Linked DNA regions of Pelodiscus sinensis: region 1 is linked to region 2. Evidence: chromatin contacts called from public Hi-C data. All regions are on one chromosome and are shown on one strand. Each heading gives the region's core, a stretch centred on a gene start, on an enhancer-like site or on the middle of the called end of the contact. The rest is flanking DNA. Distances are from core to core; before and after follow the strand shown. Region 1 holds the start of CTSO (cathepsin O). Region 2 holds the start of MAP9 (microtubule associated protein 9).

Evidence for each region. A called contact is a pair of places that touch in the nucleus more often than the background predicts.
Region 1: a Hi-C map of an unstated tissue shows a contact between it and region 2, with 5 times the contacts expected there. The contact joins the promoter of CTSO here to the promoter of MAP9 in region 2. A contact is called at or near these places in 2 of 5 Hi-C or Micro-C datasets (liver and an unstated tissue).

What each region holds. Positions count from the first base shown.
Region 1 is chr5:57,933,442-57,940,498 of ASM4963464v1, reverse strand. It overlaps CTSO (cathepsin O), which reads left to right and starts at 1,297. Exons shown (of 8, transcript XM_025183995.2): 1 at 1,297-1,553; 2 at 4,765-4,873; 3 at 5,528-5,661. The coding sequence starts at 1,386. LOC112545578 (a long non-coding RNA gene) reads right to left here and starts at 1,737. Exons shown (of 6, transcript XR_012904180.1): 1 at 1,667-1,737.
Region 2 is chr5:57,476,767-57,483,032 of ASM4963464v1, reverse strand. MAP9 (microtubule associated protein 9) reads left to right here and starts at 4,359. Exons shown (of 15, transcript XM_075930106.1): 1 at 4,359-4,511; 2 at 4,811-4,970. The coding sequence starts at 4,414.

The sequences.
Region 1 (7,057 bases), core at 48-2,547, 460 kb before region 2:
GATAACACCCCTTTCCAGCACAACAAAGTATTCTCCAACCCTTCCTTTTAATTTGTGGTAATAGAACTATGTCTTGTATTATTAACTGACCATTACTTCATTAAATTAATTATTTTTTCTGACAGTTTTCTCAGTTATCCTTTTTGCCTTTATTTGCCCACCTTTTGGGGGCAGAGAAGACATGGAAAGGCAGCTATTGCAACATTTCATCTCAGCATAACTGGGGGTGCTACTATGACAAGTAAATTCTTTTAATACCCAAATGGTTATAAGCTAGACACTTTTATAAAGTAGTACAAAACTGAAATTTTACAAGTCTTACATTGCTTTTACATGTCATTTTTTCCATTTATGTTTAGATTGTCAGAAGAAGCACAGAATATCACAAAAATTACCAGCACTAACACTACAACTGTACTTTGATTTTTACAAGTGAATACTTCAGTGCAAAGCTAGTTATATTATAGTGCACAAGCAAAGGTAATCTACTTCATGGTTCAGACCATACACCTTTAGGATCAGTAAAACAACCCTACTTCCTATTCACAAAATGGCAAGATTGGCTAGGTATGTTATCACCAGTGAAGCAGGAAAGAGATTGCCCTTCTACATGTTTATTATGCTTTAATAAATACATGCAGGAACAGAAATGTTTAAGCAACCAAAATATCTGAAAAGCAACTCAATAAATGTAATTGTGTAAATATATTACTTATTTATAAATAAAACCTGATGTGTCTAAAACATTCCCCTGCAAGAATTTAAGTGACAGAAATTTACAAAAGGATTGCTGTCCTTTTCCCATAAATAGTCATAGGCACCAATCTTACAAACACATACCCAAGCTTCATTTTAAATTCCTGTCTCACAGAACTTAATGGGACTGAAGTCCTTAATGTTCAGCATGTGTATAACTGTTTTCAGGAGTAATGGACAACTCAGTCAAACTAAAAAGGGTCAAACAAAATTGTGCTGGAAACCTACAGCTATTTCAAAGTACTCAGGAAAGGTGAAGGCTTATTTAGAAACACAGGACTTGCCAGAGTGGCACAGAGCTACAATGCATCTAGCCCTGTATCTTGTCTCCAATAATGGCCAGTTCCAGAGGCGAGCTGTAAAACCCCCCATCATGGGGCAGCAGCCGTGTGAAAATCTGCCCAGGGGAGAGTCTGGAGGCGACACGGCTGGATTAAGGCCTGAGGGAGGCTGTAGGGCAAATGCGGAGAGTATCAGTCTCTGCCTCAACTTCAAAGCGTGTGCGCCTTTGTGGAGGGGCCGAGCGGTGGCTCCAGTGAGGCGCACGCCCAGTCCCGCTCTGCCACAGCAGCGCCAGGAGGAGGAGCCGCCGCCGCCCGGAAAGTGAAAGGGAAACTGCCCCGCGCCCCATGAAGCTGCTGGGGCTCTGGCTCTTGTGCCGCCTGCTCCCCGGCGGGGGTGGCTCCCCCGGGGGGATCCAGCCACGGGGTAGCAGCGGCGGCGGCGGCCCGGAGCTGCGCGGCTCCCGCAACCGCACCCGGGCTGGCTGGGATGGGCGGGAGGAGGCCGCCCTGCGGGTAGGTACCCACTGCCGCTGCGCTGCCGCCCCCGCTCTCCCTGCCAGTGTCCGCAGCAACCACCCCCCAGAGCCAGCCGCCCACCCGCTGCCTCTGACTGCTCCCCCACTCACCATCAACCCTCCCCTTGCTTCCCTGCCTGCCAGCAGCGCTGCACAGCCTCCACACCTGCCACCCATGAGCCACCCCTCCTGCGCGCCTGCCCGCCCTCCGCTCAGCTTCCACTCTAGTGGCTCATCTCTGCTGCCTGGCCTCTAAACCTCCAGACTGCCAGGCTTCCCCCCTCGTCTCCATACCTGCCACCCAGATCTCTTGTTTGCCAGTTGTTCAGCCTCCATACCCACCACCCATCCTGCCTGTTGGCTGCTCAGCCTCCATACCCATCACCTAGCCCTACTACTATCCTCTCCCCACTTCAGCTCCCCAAAACTTTCCCTCTGCACTGTCATAAACTGCTGCTAAAACATTCACCCCCTCCCCATATGTCTTAAGGGTCAGTCTCTCTCAAGCACCAGACTACACTCTCCTCCCCCCATTTTCAATTTGATAGTGACAGAAAGGATTATATGTAACATTCAGTTGATGTTGGGTGGTGGTGGTGGAAATTATTTAGTATGTGGTGAAATAGAGACAAGTCTTATGTGTCTTACACAGCGGCTTTGTCTAGACTGGCCAGTTTTTCCGAAAAATCAGCCACTTTTGCGGAAAAAATTGCCAGCTGTCTACACTGGCCGCTTGAATTTCCGCAAAAGCGCTGACTTCCTACTGTAAGAAATCAGTGCTTTTTGCGGAAATACTATGCTGCTCCCGTTCGGGCAAAAGTCCCTTTTGCGCAAAACTTTTGCACAAAAGGGCCACTGTAGACAGCTGAGATTTGTTTTCCGCAAAAAAGCCCCGATCGCGAAAATGGCAATCGGGGCTTTTTTGCGGAAAAGCGCATCTAGATTGGCCATGGACACTTTTCTGCAAAAAATGCTTTTGTGGAAAAGCATCCGTGCCAATCTAGACGCTCTTTTCCGAAAATGCTTTTAACGGAAAACTTTTCCGTAAAAAGCATTTCCAGAAAATCATGCCAATCTAGACGCATTGGAAAGGGAGGAAATTGTGGGGTTTGTTGTTTTGGGGGGAGGGGTTGCTTTTAGCTGTAGAAAGAATGAATTAACATTTGTTTAAAATTGATTCCTGGCTTTTCACATTGAATATATGCCTTATTCTCCACTATCTTGCACCTTTTGTAGTTATTTCCAATGTGTTATGAGAGTATGAAATATCAGCAAATTGGAATATTAGCGGTCTATTCATTCTTTGCGTAGTTATATATGGATATAAGGAAAAATGTAGTGAGGAATCAGACCTGTCATGTCTTGTCTACCTTGTTCTCCCTACCCCAGGAAATTTTATGGCTGACTGGAGAATGAGTGGAATTGTAACATGGCAAGTGATATGATTACAAATAGATCAATTCAAGAAGGAAAGGATATTTAGTTAGGACTGAAAAAGCTCTGGCCCTCATTCACCATTGTATACCAAACTAAACTTTACATTGACATTTTAAATGAAATGAAAACTGAAATCTTCCTTCAAAAGAAGGGTAAATGCATAATAATGGATTTCCTGGGCCACAAAATGTTGGCTCTGGAAGATTTCTAGTACCTGTACTTTTCATTTCCACCATAAGATGTCAGCCTTGAGCTAACAAAGTTTGCCAATTTCTCTGTCAGATGATAGTGGCTTTTGTTACTCTCTACTCCTCTCACAGTTTGGAATTTCATAGTCATTCCCATTGGCTACGCCTAGATTGCATCCCTTTTTTGGAAAGGGATGCAAATTAGACGTATCGCAATTGCTAATGAAGCGGGTATTTAAATCTCCCCCGCTTCATTAGCATAAAAATGGCTGCCGCTTTTTTCCGGCACGGAGCATTGCCGGAAAAAAGCGCCAGTCTAGATGCGGATCTTGCGGAAAATAAATCCTTTTCCGAAAGATCCCTTATCCCTCTTAAAATAAGGGATAAGGGATCTTTTAGAAAAGGCTTTATTTTCCGCAAGATCTGCGTCTTGACTGGCGCTTTTTTCCGGCAAAGCTCTGTGCCGAAAAAAAGCGGCAGCCATTTTTATGCTAATGAAGCGGGGGAGATTTAAATCCCCGCTTCATTAGCAATTATGATACGTCTAATTTACATCCCTTTTACGAAAAAGGGATGCAATCTAGACGTAGCCATTGTGTAAGGTTCTGGGGCTAATCTCTGCATACTTATACTAACCCAGCTCCCTTTTCATTATCTTGAAACCCTTGACTTACAGAGTCCACATGAGAAATGGCCATACTGGGTCAGACCAAAAGTCCATGCCAAGTGTTTCCTAGGGAATTATCAAAATGAGACATCAAGCTCACCGATGGGGAAGGAGGTGCAAAGAGGATACCAGTGATTTAAAAGAGCCTGGAGTCAAAGTATCTTAAATCATGTTTTGGCAACGTCCCACATAGCTGGAGGTTGATGGGAGCACATACACCCAGCAATTTTCCTTACTCATGAGGAGAAGGAGTACTGGCACCAGTGGGAGCACCCTCTCAGTTCAAACTAGTGGGTGATCACTAGACCCACTCATTCAAGCCCCCGAAGATGGATTGTGGCAGCATCAATCTTCTCCACAGTGTAGACAAGCCCTAAGGTGCCACCGGACTCCCCATTGTTTTTGCAGATACAGACTAATACGACTGTATCTGAAACACATGTCTGTTTGTGAACCTATACTTAGAGAGAAGGAGGGGTAGTGGAAGAAGAGAAAACATATATATGGGAGGAGAGAAAAAAAGAGAAAGTGGTATGTAATGAAGAGAAATAAAAAAAGATGTAAGTGGTTTAGAAAAAGAGAGGAAAAAAAAGAAAAGAAACACCAAAGACAGCATAGGAAAAGATACACTGAGCATTAGAGAAGAAAGAAAAAGTGAAGTGAAGCCAAGAATAAGAGACAGTTTAAATTTAAAAAAAATAGTGAAGAATGTTACAACTAAATAAAATCTATAATAAAGATGGTACAAAGTTGTTTTGTCCCTAAATACTGTACTGCAAGGACACGTGATTTTCACTGTGGTTAAATATGTTTAAGTCTCAGACATGTAGATGTTGTGTAAACTTTACAAGCCCAATAAAGATAGTTACATTTTTTAAATTAATAGACATTCAGGAATTTATCATTTTCTTTTCTAGGAAAGTATTAAAAGAATTAGGAGTTTGAATTTTTTATCATCAGATGATAACAAGACTGCGATCTATGGAATAAATCAGTTTTCTCAGTTGTTTCCTGAACATTTTAAAGGTAAAGAACTAGCATGCTAATTTCGTATTCTTTGTTAAATTGTTTTTAGGCTTTGTAGCACTGACCTGTCAGTTTAGAGCTTGAGCCAAAGCTCACTGAAGTAAAGGGACAAACTACCATTCACATGAATGGGCTTTGGATCTAACCATTCTGGTGATACAATGGAACTGTCAATCATTGAAAGAGGTTTAGATGAAAGATCTACTGGCAACACACCAAATATCTGTCGAGTATCATCAAACAGTCAAAACTATATTTCAAGTGCAAGGCCATAGATTATGTGTTTGTGTACACACATACAAAGAATCTGTACAAAATTTACAAACTCTGATACCAAAATGGATGAAATTAATGCCTGTGTCTTTTTTTAAAAAAGTCTTATTTTGTCCTAAATCTGAAACTGTCTTGCTTGACTGTTAACTTGTTTATAGCATAGTAATAATGTCAGGCTCTTTTACAGTATTTTCCATCATTAGCTGTCATTATCCCCATTTTTCATATGGGGAAACTGAGGAACAGAGCAGCAAGGCAATTTTTAAAATGTTATAAAGTGCTCAAAATTAAGCTCCTAAAAAGATCTCAATATCTTTCAAGTGTTCTTTCTGTAATGTTATAAACAATTTTTAAACTATAATGGTTTGTGTATGAATTTAGCTATTTATTTAAGAAGCAGACCTCACAAAGTTCCTAGATACAAAAAAGTGGTGAAGAGAAAGGAAATACCGTTACCAACAAAGTTTGACTGGAGGGACAAGAACGTTGTCACCCAAGTGAGAAATCAGCAGACAGTAAGCATGGGATTTTCTTTTCTTCCTAACGTTCAGTTTTTTATTGTTGTATATATTATGGACTGAGATTAAAAAGGTGTTTTACATAGCATATGAGGCATCGCAGCATAAATCATTGTCTCACTGGCAGAAGGCTTAATGTAAGGGTCCTATTCAAATGCAAATTAAAGAGATTATATTTTTCCTAACTAAAATTCACATGTAGTTTCTGTTTATGTGCTCTACTAAAATAAATTTGGTATTTGTCCTGAGAGATGGCTGCATTTCAGTGGTGGGCATTGTTTTTATTTACAGCATTTAAGGATTCTTCTTGATGAAAGGCACTATTAAGCTAAAAATTTCACTTAAGAAGGGCACTATGATCAGAAATAAGAAGGGGATATTCATTATGCAAGAATAATGGCAAAACATCTGTAACTTCCTTAATTGCATTAAATCATGTGACTACCATGTATCTACATACTAGAGCTAGTGGGAAAATTTCTGTGAAGAAAATGATTTTGTCAACATTTTTTATTTTCCTCTGACAAAATCTAAATACAATTTTCCTTCAAGGTGTTAAAAAAAATTGTGACCAGGGGTCCATCCTGCAAAGAGCACCCAAACCTTCATGTCCAGTAGTGAAAGTAACTTAAAATTTCTTACAGGTACTGTCCTATTTCAACCCAGGTCCCTGCCAGCTCTTTAAATATCTCCCTGCTGGCTTTTGACACAGCTTAGTTAATTTTTGCCAGAGCTGCACACCAGGGTGCATCCACCTTTACATGCTCTTATAGCTTAGATGAACATATTCCCATGCTGAACTCAGCTAAAATGAAGTGGTTTGTTTTGCTGTGAACAACTTAAATGAAATTTTCTGACATGGGAGTGTTGGTATATTGAGTTTCAATACATAGTTTCCAAACAAAGAACATTAAATGCTTCTCAATCCACATTTCTCAGAACTCTCTGTTCTGTGAAAAATTAGGATATTTTGACTTTTGTTCCAGGAAATTTTAATTTTGAGATTAGTTTAATATACAGTTTGGTTGTATCTCTACAGTACCCATAGCTCGAAATAAGCTATGCAATTTCAGCTACACAAATTGTGTAGCTTACTTCAAGTTAATTTCAAAATAGCTTTTTTAAAATTTTGCATTGTCTACACAGCACTTATTTAGAAATAAATCGCTATTCCGAAATGTCCCTTACTCCTCGTGGAATGAGGTTTACAGGGAGGTCAGAATAGTGAGACCGTTATATTTCAAAATAATGGGCGTGCTCCAAAGACATGGAATATCTATTTTGGGATACTTCCGGTATCCCAAAATAGCACTTCAGTGTAGATGGTATTGCCTTTGTGTGTTACTGACTCAAGCAGTTCTTTGAATGTAATGCTAACATGCAACAGGAATGC
Region 2 (6,266 bases), core at 3,110-5,609:
TGTATTTGAGTAGGGAGCATTAATTAACCTTTACCAACGTAATTTATTACTTCTTTAAAAAGGTATCAGTAGAAACTGAAGATCATCAGCTCACATAATTGAAAGATAAAAGCAATATTTATCTCTGAGCAGGTTTGGAACTAGGGGCTCTGAGCAGGTTTGGAAATATGTAATCACAAATGAAATATTACTCATCACCACACTGAAGACTCACATGGAGATGAATCATACCAATATTTTACTACAGTATAAACCCAGTTCCCTATTCAGGTAAGCCTCCCATTTACTTCCAAAAGTTTAATTCTGGAACTAAAGAGATTAGTGCAAGATAACTTTCTATTAGACATTAACATGACATCACTGATTTTGCATCTTAAAATTAGAGTGCACTCTGCCCTGGTCTCGTTCCTTATGGCCTCTTCAGTTTGTTCTCTTCTTCCAGGTCAGTAACTTTCAAAAGGTTCTAGGTGACTAGCAAATACTGCATTGGCCCAAAATGTTTCTTATTAAAGTTATTTTTCTAATCAAGTTTGTGCTATGTTCAAAAAAAAATTCTCATGTACTTTTGTTCCAGTATCTTACACCAGACAAAAATGACCTACCCTTAATTCAATAACTGGACATGAATGTCTGTTATTGTGCTAAATAAATTTGAAAAATTAAACTCCTAAATGCAGCACCATGAAAAACCATTGTCCCAGAAGTTAAAATTAGAGCTTTAACAACTCAACTGAAGTATATTTATAGGCAAGATCCTGGCCCATAGCCTGGACCTTTTATGCCACTTCCGAGTATGCCAAAGGGCTCAGAAACTGTCTTAATAGGGCAGCTGAGGATTCCCAAACCAGAAGTTGGTTTAGAGTTCTTATAGTAAACAGGCAACTGAGACTGACAAAGAAAAGAGTGCTGCAATTAAAACAAAACAAAACAAAAACAAGCCATTAGATATTTTCTCTGAGACCAAAAAACATTGAACAAAGAACACTGTAAGATGGGGTATGTCTACACTACCCCGCTAGTTCGAACTAGCGGGGGTAATGTAGTCATCCGCAGTTGCAAATGAAGCCCGGGATTTGAATTTCCCGGGCTTCATTTGCATTAAGCCGGCCGGCGCTATTTTTAAATGCTGGCTAGTTCGAGCCCTGTGCCGCGCGGCTCCACACGGCACGGGGTTCGAACTAGCCGGCATTTAAAAATGGCGCTGGCCGGCTTCATGGAAATGAAGCCCGGGAAATTCAAATCCCGGGCTTCATTTGCAACTGCGGATGACTACATTATCCCTGCTAGTTCGAACTAGCAGGGTAGTGTAGATATACCCATGGAGTCCAGGTTGATGGAAGGAATGCTCATTTTTTAGAAAAGCCAGTCTTCTAGAGCCTCCAAGTTGCAGACTGAATGGGGGCTTCCGATTGCAACTGTTTAGCAACATGAGTGAGTTGCCGCACACACTCTTTCATTAATATTGTACTTCAGACCCAGGCAGATGCCCTACAGTGACACAGAGAAAGAGGAGATAAAGTGATATATTTGTCTTATTCTTAAAGACAATGCTTGTTTACTACTACAGGAAAGCAATCCTTACTGAACTGTATTACTATTCACACAAGATTTGTAGCCTATAAATCAACACCAAGGTCTGGAATTATTCCATTTTTCCCAGGGGGTCTGCACAGGGAGGTCATTCCAGACAGCTCTCAGGCCTAGGGAAGTGAGTAAACTGTCAAAAAAAATCTGGTTTTTTTTTTGGCATACAGGCACTACCAAGCTCATTTACATAACTGCTTGCCACACAGCTGGAGGGTTTGGTTTGTGTTTCCTTCCACTGCCAGTCAATTGCAAAAGTAAGCCTACTGTGAAACTAGCATTTGTGATTCCATTGTGGCTATGTAGTAGCATAGGTGGAGTATAGTTTCTACAGGATTGCCTTTTGAAATGATTCTGAATTTGTAAGACTCCCTCCTAGTTAAAAAGTAAACAAGGAAGCTTCTCTAAACGCTAGGGTTTTTTATTACAAAAGAGCTAAGCCAGATAAACATCTAAAAAAAACCCAAACATTACCAGTCTAAATTTTGGAAGAGCAATCACAGATTCAAGGAGAAAAAATGCTAATCTGCCTATATTGGAATGTCCATCAAGGATAAATATTCATGATGACATTTGGATAAGAAGAAAAACAGCATATAGCAAGTAGGGTGCCAGATGTCTAGTTCAAAAGGGGACCTGACTGTCCAGTCAGATCTACTGACACTCAAAGTCCGGACATGATTTGTTTTTAGCAGTGGTTGCACTGCTAGGCTACGTCTACACTGCAAGCTTCTTGCGCAAGGAAGGCCATTCTTGCGCAAAAACTTGCAGAGCGTCTACACTGCACACATGTTCTTGTGCAAGTAAATTTACAGTAAAGCATCAGAACAGAGAGCTTCTTGCACAAGAGTTATTCCTCTCCCCACGAGGAATAAGCCTTCTTGTGCAAGAAGGCAGGGTGGACAGACAACAGGGGTTCCTTGTGCAAGAAATCCCTATGGCTAAAATGGCTATCAGGGCTTCCTTGCGCAAGAGAGCGTCCACACTGCCATGGACGTTCTTGCCCAAAAGCACGTGGCAGTGTGGATGCGCTCTTGAGCAAGACCTTTTGCGCAAGAACTCTTGCACAAAACAGTTCTTGTGCAAGAAGCCTACAATGTAGATGTAGCCCTATTGTTTTAGAGAATATGGAAGCTGAATACTTAAAAGGTTTGAGTCCCAAATAATTCAATTACATGTACCCTTGCTTTCCCTCAGCCCTGAGTGTAGTTCTGCCTAATGAACTGGTTGCATAACACTAGTCAAAAAGAATAGTTGAAATGCATCTCTGCTTTTAAGACAGGAGTGGAGCACCAGTCCAGAATGCAAGTTGGCAAACTGTAGAAATGTTGCACCTCTTGGAATGGAAAGCTTGTGAGACAATCACTCCCTGACAATAGAACCTTATGGGTGCTGGGGTTGCTGCTGCACCTGTGATTTGAAATGGTTTCAATCGTATATAGTTTGGTTCAAAGACTCTCAGCATGAGCACTATACAAAGTTTATCAACAGCCCTGCTCTCGCCAACACACTCAACACCTATAGTATTGACATTATTATGATTTGTACAGCATAGTAGACACAAGAAGGTCTGTGCAATAATAGAAATATCCGTTGATTAAGAAGGAAAGGAGGAGTCAGGTTCTGCCTCAATGTCAATCCTGACAAATGTCATTTACTTCCAAGGTTTCGTATAACACACCAAAAAGGACAGAGTTTGGTCCAAGCTTAAGAACAGGGGCTATGTCTACACTGCAGACTTCTTGAGCAAGAGTGTGTCTACACTGCCATGTGCTTCTGTGCAAGAGATGTGCTTTTGCACTAGAGTGTCCATGGCAGCGTGAACTCTCTTGCACTAAAAAGCTCTGATGGCCATTTTAGTAATAGGGGTTTCTTGCGCAAGAAACCTGTTTCCAGTCCACACTGCCTTCGTGTGGGAAGAGGAATAACTCTTGCGCAAGAAGCCCTCTGTTCTGATACTTTACTGTAAATTTACTTGTGCAAGCACACACATGCAGTGTAGACGCTCTGCAGGTTTTTGCGCAAGAACAGCTGTTCTTGCTCAAAAAGCCTGCAGTGCAGATGTAGCCCAAAAGTTTAAAAGCAGAGGTACAAATGTCATGTGTAAATATCTATTTGCAGCTGCATAATGTTGTGTGAAGTCACGTATGTAAATAGTTAACACGTCAAGTGGCAGCTGCATGCACGAACACCCACTTTGCCCCTATACTCGCGATCATTTCCAATACGGATACAGAGACGTAAGTGCTTGTGTATTTTTTCCATACAGGCGTTGGGTCTGCTGCCGGAAATGTGGGTTTTGCGATAGAAGCAGGGTTGTACCTAACAAGGTTGCAGCACAGTTGCAGGACAGGTGTTTAATGAAGTAGCACGGGGCAGTCGGGAGCCTGGCAGAGCGGGGGAGGAGTCAGGACTCCCTTGGAAAAGAAGACACCCTGTGGCTAATGGTTAAGATGTGGGACGTACAATGGAAAGCGCGAAAAGCGCGGCCCATTAATCCGCTGAGCAGCCCTCCAAGCCAGCATCTGTAACAAGCCAGCCTAGGGCTCCGGGCCGCCGCGCGGAAGCCTCTTTTACCCCGGCCGTGCCCGCGGATCTGCAGAGACCGACCCCAGGGCCACCAGCTCCCCGCCCGGCTGCGGCAAAGGGCAGACGCTCTAGCACGCAGAGCCTGGCACGTGACCGTAACCCCGCCCCGAGTGGCAGGGGAGAGGACCCGCCCAGGAGCAGCGGCTCTGTTTATGCCGTCACTTCCTGTGTTGCTGGGTTGCTAGGTAACGTATATGGCCGAGCGGCCCCGCTGGGGCTCAGTCTCCGCCCCGCTGGTCAATGCAGCTGCGACGGCGACTGCTGGAGCGGAGCGGCCGCTGCGCAGCGCCGAGAGCGAGCCCCTGTTGGACGGGCCCGCGCGGGCACGGGACAGGCAGGCACGGGAGGTGGGGGCCGCTGTGTGGAGGGGCGGGGCAGAGCGGCGGGGGCGGGGCTTTCTCGGAGCGCTCCGGCCCCGGGCCGGGTTCCCGCGGGTCAGCGCTGATGCGCGCGCTGCAGTGCGGACCTGCCCGGGGCCGCGTGTCCCTCCGGCAGCCCGGCCACGCCGGGGCTTTGCACAGAACTGCTCCCCGGCGCCTCCTGCAGCGCCCCGGGCCGCCCGAGCGGAGCTGGGCAGATGAATTGCCCTGAGCGGTGGATCCCGGCTTTAATCACGCCCCCTCGTTTACATTTTCAGGAGAGATTTGAATTCACTGCATCGCAGAGCTGAGTGCGTGAAAACAAATAGAAACTGCATCAGAGTCATTTCTCCGGACTGTTTCCCCACCATGTCTGATATTGGCACCACGTTAGCCTATGCCAAGAGCCCCAAAGTCTCCAAGAGAACGGCTTTTCAGGTAAACTATTTTGCCCCAAATTATCCGATTAAAAATGTAGTCAAATCTACACTAGTTTACTTGACAAACTCGCCTCTTAATGCAGGTACAGCTTATCCTAGTAAAAAAAACCTTGCTTTTATCGGGATACCAGTCTGGCAAGTGAACTAAAAGCACTTTTATGCAGATACGTCGACAATGATGTTTTTGCCATTGTGGAAATGTCACCGCTAAATAACATTGCTGTACTGGCTAAAGTTTCTATGAAAAACCTGGCCTTTGTGCTACAGAAACTAAAACAACTCTACTGTCAATATGCCAGAAAAGAAAACACTTAAACAGAAATACTTTCCCATCTTAAAAGTAGAATTGATATTCTCATTTTAGTTTCTTTGTGTTTCTTTAGAATAATTATGCTGAGGTTCTCTTGATCTCCTAAATGTAGGTAATAATTTTCCTAGTTTAAGGTAAAACATCTATGTTAATCCAATAAGAACAAGGAATGTCAGAATACAAATTCTGGGTAGATAATTTTTGTATGCATCCGATGGGCCATGGTTGATGCTGTTGCTTGGGGAGGTAAGCTTCTCAGCCTGTGGCACTGCCCATATACTCCATCCTTCACTCTGCCCAGGCTCTGCTCCCTCCATACTGTCTCCCCCTTCTCTTCTCTCCCCCTTTCTGCTCACCCCTTCCAGACAAATCGCTGAACTCAAACGTGGCAAATGGCATTTGAAAAAAAAAACCACTCCTCTAAAATGTATTTATAAAGAAAATTGAGCGTGTTTTCCATTGCATGCCAGATTGTGAAAACTGGACAAGCAGAAGGTACCTAATTAAAAGTACTAAATGTGGGAATAAAAAATGTCAGCCACAGGTTTTTTAATATACTCTGATGCTTGTTAGGTTTATTTGCAAAAACTTTGTAAATAAAAGCAAATCAGCTGTCTTGCTGAATACAGAATGAAATACAGCATACATGATGCAGCTCTTCTGTTTTACATTTTCTTAATCAGTATTTCTAAGCTGATTCTATATTTTAAATGTACTCTTATGCCTTCATACAGTAATCAGTCCTGGTTACCATTTGGTATGGACATCCGCTGACTGGCACACTACCTTCCACATCCTAATAACTTAACCAATCAACCAAACAATGGAGGTGCTTATTGTTCTTATCAGCCTCTTGTAACTATTTGAACCATCTACTCACTGTCTCTCTCTCTTTTTTCCTCCCCTCCTTTCTTGTCTTTTTTTCCTCCTCTCCCCACCCCTCTTTCCTTATTTATTCTTGGATTGGGACTTCTAATACTCATC